Linked DNA regions of Mus musculus: region 1 is linked to region 2. The links are chromatin contacts, called in public HiChIP or PLAC-seq maps. All regions are on one chromosome and are shown on one strand. The core of a region is the stretch at or near the end of the contact, and the rest is flanking DNA. Distances in the headings are between cores, read along the strand shown.

Region 1 (3,928 bases), core at 538-3,037, 94 kb before region 2:
GTGTTTATTTTTTGAGACAAGATCTCACTATGCTGCCCAAGATAGCCTCAAATTTCTCCACTCAAGAGAGTCTTCTGTCTCAGTTTCCAGAATACAGGGAACAATGCACAGGATTAATTTGTGTAGAGCTCCCTGCTTATATCACATGATATGTATTAACTAGTCAAGGGCTGGTGAGATGGCACATTGGGTAGAGCTGAGTTAGCTTCATGTGACCCAACTTGAAAGGAAAAAATTGACTCTCTTGACCCCCACAAATATTCCTCCGACCACACTCACACCTAAGCATGCACACCCTCCATAAATGAACAAATGAATTAATTACTCAGGTTTTTTATTTTGTTTTGTTTTAGAAAATAGCCAAGTAATTAGCTGGATTTTTTAAAGGATTATTTTTATGCTTTTGGATAAAGCACTTTCATCATTACCGGAAAGCCTAACTTGTTCCCGAGTGCCGCAAGATCACCCTCTAGTGGTGAAAGCTGTACAGTGCAGTATGAGTTCGGCCCCTAGATTGTAAAGACTGTGTTGAAGACTTCCAGAAACACCTACTCTCTCTCAAAAAGCAGAGTTCCTGGAAGAGCACCCAGCAAAACAAAGCTGTCATTTGTAGAAGCCTAGGTGTTCTGTTTACACAGTAAGGGAGAGAGCCACCTAGCTTCTCTCGGAAGGCTCACCAGCTTGGCTGTTACTATATCGGATTTTAGGAGGATTTTATAACAATGTAAAAGATACAGGTCAAAGTTCTGTCTTTTTCTGGTACTGCTAATATGGATCAGACTTCACGATGCTTCTAATTAATTTTGATGTAAAAATAATCTTCTCATTGGGGAGTTAGTTAATTTATGTGTCAATTTTGGGGGCATACTGCCTTAGCAAAAACAAACAAACAAATAAACAAAACAAAATATACTTTCTCCATAATTTACAAAATCCACTGGGAGCCCTTGTGAGATGTACTCTTTACTATTTACATCTCAGGCTTGGTTTTATTTCAATACATGAAATGTTTGAAGGGAAAGGCAGAGGGCAGTTAAGCCTGTGACACTAATGAGTCCTTTTGCCTTGGAGATTTTTCTCCTTCCTAGCCACCTGTACGCCACCTTCTAAACCTCCTTTCTTACACTGTGAATAGGGACTTAGACACCAAGAGCACAGTACTACAAAAGCCATTGTTTATCCAGCAATAGCCATATGTTTTGTTCAATATCTATAGTGGATACTAATTTATAAGAGACTGCTTTCAGTCACTTACTGAGTCTGCAAATGACTATCAGAACACATGCATTACTCTGGGGCAAAAGTGTGGACTAGCACATAATTTAAGATTGCAGCTACACATTAGCTTGGGTTGTAAATGTTGATTCATAGGAACTCCAAGACAAGTAAGGTTGATTGTTACATTGTTCTCTTAAAGACAGATTAAACAGGTGGGCTCAGTGGGAGATCAGTTCTAAGTCTTAAGTGGCCATAAGGTGTATCACTAACCCTGGCTGCAGGGCTGGAGAGATGACACAGGGGTCCTGAGTTCAATTCCCAGCGACTACATGGTTGCTTACTAACCCTGGCTGCAGATCCAGAAAAAGTTCTCGTCTCTTAGGACCTGAGGGACATCTCCATAATATCACATCACATCACCGTGGCTTGTTTTTATTCTTGGATCTGCTCGAATGGTTCAGTTCCGTATTTAATCTGTAGAACCATTTGAGGACAAAGGGAGGGCTGAACTGGAGATGCCGAGAGGAAACTGCCTGTGACTGGTCTGACTTGAACTGTTGGGAGGAGGTGAACTTGTGGTGCGGGTGGCCCCACCCATGCTTGGAATGAATTCAGATGAGAGATGGGAAGGGGGAGACCATGAGAAAGCCTGTTCCCCCTCACTTCACAGCAAAGTGTCTACGACACAGATCAAGTCTCACACTCACTCACGGGCTTGTCTGTAGGGCAACAACAACAAACCAAAGAAACAAAACGATCCCACCCAAGTCTAGCTTGGTAAATCAAAGGAGTTTAATTAGGATTATTTACTGTAGAGCAGGCAGCTTTTGAGCGGCCATACCACTGACGAAAATGTCTTCCTCACTCCCAGAATTGCCTATAAATCCTCAGAGAAATGCGGCCTCATGAGATTCCACCCTTACGGAACAATAGTGGACCTGGTCTTGTGCAGTTCTCCTGGAGGTAGTCACAGCTGCAGGCAATGTGAAAAAAACAAACCAAAGCAAGCCAAACAAACAAAAGAAAAGCCATGCCCTGTTCAGGGGACAGTGTTCCACAAAGATCATGATGCACTCTGCAGCTGTTGTGATGGACTGAAGGCTACAGTTTCGTCTCTGGAATAAGGGCTGCCATAGGGTGAGCAGACACAATGAACTTGGCACTAGGCTGTCCTAACAAGTACGTTGACCTACTCCATTGTAAGAGCCAGGAAAGAGATGTTTGGGATATTTAGTACTTTTCTGCCCAAGGCACAGCAGGGTCCTTTAAACCCATTCTCCTCGGCCTTTCTATCAGAAGGGTCTTGCAGATCAACACATCGGCCACAACAGCCAAATTCTGTTGATAAGCGCTGAAGAGCACATGCCTGATTCTATCCTGAGTTATATGTTTCTGTCATGTCTTTCTCACAGGATTTCACTGAGACTGTGGTCTGTCGCAGGCAACGAGCAGAGGAATGGAGGCACTTCATAACCTGCTTTCTCCTTTCATTTATTTATTGAAAGCCTACTGTGTGCCAGGTCCTGCACCAGGCATTTAACGTGAAGACGCTCTTGCCCTTGAAGGGTTTACAATCAAAATAAAGGAAACTGTAAAAGGATGCCAGCCTTTCAGGTGGCAGGTGCAGTGGTAGCCTTGACAGTGGAATTGTTACCCAGATTGAGGGTGGGCATGAGAGGAGCAGGGGAGGCATCTAAGGTCCTAACAGCCGGCATCCACCAAGTGCCTACTTCCCAATTTGGTAAAAATTCTCCTATGAATTATTCAGGTGCTGGGGACTTGCCCGAGCAGTTGACAGGGTCAGAGAGTCAGAGAGGGAGGTGAGTCAGGCGTAGTGGTCAGGGGAATCTTGCAGCTCTGACTGACTAGCAGTCAGGTTGCTTCTTTATTTATCCAGGTTCCACAGAACACAGACAGACTCGTCATTATCCAAGAAGTATAGATTATACCATTTTGTCTCTGGACATGTGTTTGATTTTTCATCATATGTGTGGGGTTACATGTTCAGTCACTGTTAGAAAGTGCAAGTAGAACAGATTTTACCTTTATTATCAGCCCTATAACTCCAATTCAAAGAATCTAAGGAATGTCTCCACCAAAGCAAACACATTCATTCTATCACAGCCTGGTTGCAGGCTGGCAGTAGGGGCAGTTTTAAAGCACTCCAGAAAAACAGAAAACATCTGAATTGGTCCTTTATGAATAACAAATACTAACTCTTTTTATTTATATCCTTTTGACACCTACACTATTAAGTAGGAAATTTTATTTTGTAAATCTATCTCATTTACTAAGTTCCAGTCCTCCGAGGCGGGGGGCGGGGGGAAGACCCTGTATGATCCTCTATCTTTAAGCTACATTTTTAGAGAGTTCTAAGTGCATTGTAAAAAGAGGCCTTGAATCTATTACCAAGTCTCCCGGCCAGTTGGAGTTTGTCAACTATCTCTTAAGTTTACCCTGTTCCAGTTATAGTGTTTGAAGGAAGATCCCCAGGGTCATGGTGTCATGAAGAAATTCCTAGCATCTACGTAATTATCTGTGCTTATCACGATCTCCAAGGCATAAGAATACTTCCAGATAGGACCAGAGAAAGTAACTTCCCTAAAAACAGAAGGGTAAGTTTAGGACTTTTTAAAAAAAACAAACAAACAAACAACAACAACAAAAAACTTAGACATAATTTTCTTAGGAAAGGACATGAAATGAATCA
Region 2 (3,842 bases), core at 257-2,756:
ATAAGGTGAAAGACACTCATTGGAATCATGGCTGCTCAGCCCAATAGAGCTAAGTCTGTGCTCTCAAAAACCAATCCTGACAACCTAGAGAAGAAACAGAGGGGGCGATGGTTTCTTTGCTGTAGATTCATCCACTCTGACTTCTTAGAGCAGCCCCAAATCAGGTCCCCTTTAGCCAAGCTGAGGGCTGCACATTTGTTTAGAAGAACTTACAGGTATCAAAGAAAGGTCTGAAATTTCCTCAATTTTAGCCATTTCCATCTCTGAGCTTAGGGTTTTTTGGTTTTTGTTTTTGTTTTTGTTTTTGTTTTTTTTGTTTTTTACCATTCTCTAAAGTGTCACTTAATAAAATGTGAGAAAATTATGTCTAAAAAATAATTAATTAATGAGAAATTTCTCTTCTAGAAGGAAATTAAATGAATAACAAGAGGGGTTTTTTTTTAATTAGGTTTTGAATGGTTTTAATTTCTTAACAGCAACTACAGAGAAAATCACCAGTGTTACAATGTGTGATTTCTGATGATGAGGATGATGATAATGGAAACTTTATTTGCAATCTTATTCAGGGAGAAGGTTAACAAGCACTTTACCAGAGTGTGGGCTGAGAATTATGAAATTCCATTTACTCAAAATGATAAAAAGTGTTGCCATGGTCACAGCAGGAAAGTTCTGGCTCATTTGAAATGTATCAAAGCTGTGATTATCTGATAAAAAGGAGGCAACTTTGTTCTATAGTGAATTAATTTTCTGGGAAAACTGTACAGGATGAAGGAAAATCAGATATGCTGAGTCATTCTTTATATGCTGAGTCATTCTTTATCAAGCCTGCATGCTGAGACCACCTGGGAAAAATACTGAACCTGAGTCCCTTTTCCAGGGACCCCGGTTTACTTCACCTATGGAACTTGTGCTCTGAGAAACAGAGTTCCTAAGCAAGGTGATTCCAATGAGCCCCAAGCAGGAAAAGCTAACTTCAGAGGCTCATACATGCCTCTGCAAGGGTGAAGCATTTTTAAAAATGATGTGTGTGTGCAAGCATCCGTGGTCATGTGTGTGCATGTGCACACACGAGTGCAGGAACTGCTCTTGGATCCTCAGCAAAAGCAGCCTGTGCTCTTAGCTACTACTGAACCACCTCTCACGCCCTCCAGTAAGGCGTTATTACACTGTCTCTGTCTTCAGACACACCAGAAGAGGACATCAGATCCCATTATAGATGGTTGTGAGCCACCATGTGGTTGCTGGGAATTGAACTCAGGACCCCTGGAAGAGCAGTCAGTGCTCTTAATCACTGAGCCATCTCTCCAGGCCCCACCAATAAAGCTTTTAATCACAGGTTTGTAATGCAAATTTTATGAAGGCTTTGTTAGACGTAATTGTATAGGTATGTCTATAGAAAAGTGAAAAATCACAATAGGGAAAAAATATAGACAGATGTGGGTCTGGGTTCCACCCTGCTGTTGGGGTGTGGGCATAGCCTCAAGGAAGGCAAAACTGGGGAATCTTATCCCACCCCGTTTATCCTACCCTGCTGCTGTTGAGTGCTGGGCTTTAGCAAAGCACCCGGAGCACCACTCCAGGAAAATACAATCCGAGATGCTTTGTGTGTGTGTGGGGGGGGGGGGCTGAGGGGGAGTGATTCCCAGATTCCCAGACACCCAGTTACCCATGACGTGCTGCACAGAGGAATCAAGAGCAAAGGATTGGGGGTCCACAGGCCCATGAAGAGGCTGGGACCCTTGGGCTGAAGGCTGAGGGCTGCATCTGGGGCTGGGGGATATGATAGCTCCAGCTTAGCTCATTGGTGATTGTCCTTAGCTTGGCAAGGTTGTCTGGGAGCACAAAGAGGCCTTCTATGGTAGATTTGGGCTGCTACTCTGTAGGCAAAGGCCGAAAGAGACAGTCCTTGGTTCCAAGCTGTTTATCGGTTGTTCATCGTGGAAAATGGATGCGTACCAACTTCTCAGGATGGACCCAAGATTAAATACCTTTTGCTGGGAGGAATGTCCAGGAAGGGGAGCCTATTGGCTAAACCCTCAGGGCCTCTAGGTACCTCATTAGCATGGGGAGTGTGGCACACGTTTCCTGCTATGAATCTAGGAGAGAGCAGGGAGGCACTTACAGTCTCAGGTGGGTACCGAGTTTCTAGGGTCTCGAACCCATTCTTCTACCTTCTACCGTCTCAGGTGTGTACCGAGTCTCAAGGGTCTCAGAACTGCTCTACCTTGCCAACTTTCCTGGCACGGTCCATTGTCCCACAAACAGAGTCTAGAAATAGAGCGTCTATTAGAAAAACAATACTGCATGCCATCTTAACATAAAATTATTATACTTTATGTATTCCATAGCATCTGTTAGAGTAGCATATTAATGAAATAATAGACATATAGAAGAATTATAAAAGAAAATATAATCCAAACGTTTACAAAGATTTCATTCAAATAAACTTCATCAGAATTGCATTAGTATGTAATACAAATAAAATTTTTGTCTCTGGAGAACATCCAGTGTTTGGATATTTAAGTGACTTTTCCCTGGAAAGTCAGGCTGTGGGTACCACACATGGGTCTGTTCAGTGGAGGCTACAGATTTGTCTACCAGTCAACCATAATTATCTGGCTTCATTGCAGTTCATGAAGTCACTCTATGGATCAGATGGCAGCAATGTCTCCAGGATGAAGAGAGCAAGGACAAGCTGGGCTTCTGCTGAACTGCGCCTAGCAGAAGTTTTGTAAAATTCTCAAAGAACAGAACACATAGAAGCTAGTTGCAGGGAGTCCACGATCCTCACCTCTGGGCTGTCCACATCGCTATCCCAGCTGCTATGAAAGCTGCCTCAGTTTCCCAGGGGCCACCCTGACATGGACCCACATTTTTCCAATTATCGCATATTTGGCACATCCTCTCTAATCATAAGACACTCACACGGGGACTTGGAGAAGTAGTCTGGAGTTGTTCATGGTTACCCTAAACGCCATGCACGAACTTTGGATTCTATTCATTAAGAGGGAGGGGAATGTTCACACAATTTCTTTAGTACACAAGTACTGTGATCAGAGCTGTGTGGAAGGACAATTCTGACAGCAGCTAATTCGGCTAATTTAATATGGAGAGAGAGCAGGTGCAGGATCAAGGATTAAGTGCTATTTGTATCTGAGTAACACATTGCTGAAAGAGCAGGGAGGGCCTCTTGTAATTTACAGAAGTGTTTCTGTCAAACTAGATGAGACCTGACCCTATTGTTCTACCCTACTTATCACTGTCTCTATCTGAAATTGCTCCTGCAGTGTCTATATAAGTAACAGTGTTTCCTCATGGATATCCCAAGTTCAAGGTCCAGGGCTGTCAGAGCATCAGTAGCTAACCATCGGAAATTGTCAGAAATCTTATCCCTCAGTTATCACTGAAAGGGCACTTTCAGTTTCTACTTTCTTTGTTACTTCAGGGAATTATCCAGGATTTCTCCATCCTCATCTCCACTACTCTAAATATATAAGCACACATATGCCTGTATACACTCACCAGCTAGTGCACAGGCACACGCATGCATGCACGCACGCACAGGTACACACTTCAATACATAAACAAGCATATATGTGTGATCAGGTATGTATACCCCACGTACACAAACATGAGTGTACACACTGGCATCTAGCAGGGAATTCTAAACTTCCTTTAAAGTGTCAGTAAAGACCTACCTCCTAGTTGCTCCATCTTTCCCAGCCCCGTATCCCAGAAGGGATTGATTTCACGTTGTCTTATTTCTGATTTTAGACTGTTCGTTTTGAGCTCAATAATGCACACCAGACTGTAATTACTGCATCAGCGCACAGTAGTTCCCA

The links. HiChIP or PLAC-seq counts read pairs in DNA pulled down with a chosen protein or histone mark.
Region 1: an H3K27ac HiChIP or PLAC-seq map of embryonic stem cells shows a contact between it and region 2, with 7 read pairs. The contact joins two enhancer-like sites. A contact is called at or near these places in 2 of 484 Hi-C or Micro-C datasets (both in embryonic stem cells) and 5 of 115 datasets of contacts at active chromatin or transcription factors (bone marrow-derived macrophages and embryonic stem cells).

The regions. Positions count from the first base shown.
Region 1 is chr14:68,064,525-68,068,452 of GRCm38.p6, reverse strand. All of the region lies in intron 1 of Gm31107 (a long non-coding RNA gene), which reads left to right. Among named protein-coding and RNA genes, the nearest start is that of Gm31107, 14 kb to the left of the region's middle. Within about 2 kb of position 1,787, at least 7 of the 459 cell types and tissues checked have an H3K27ac peak or open chromatin away from gene starts, as enhancers often do. A contact at or near this core is called in embryonic stem cells, where this site is marked.
Region 2 is chr14:67,970,020-67,973,861 of GRCm38.p6, reverse strand. No RefSeq gene overlaps it. Among named protein-coding and RNA genes, the nearest start is that of Gm41188, 24 kb to the right of the region's middle. Within about 2 kb of position 1,506, at least 16 of the 459 cell types and tissues checked have an H3K27ac peak or open chromatin away from gene starts, as enhancers often do. A contact at or near this core is called in embryonic stem cells, where this site is marked.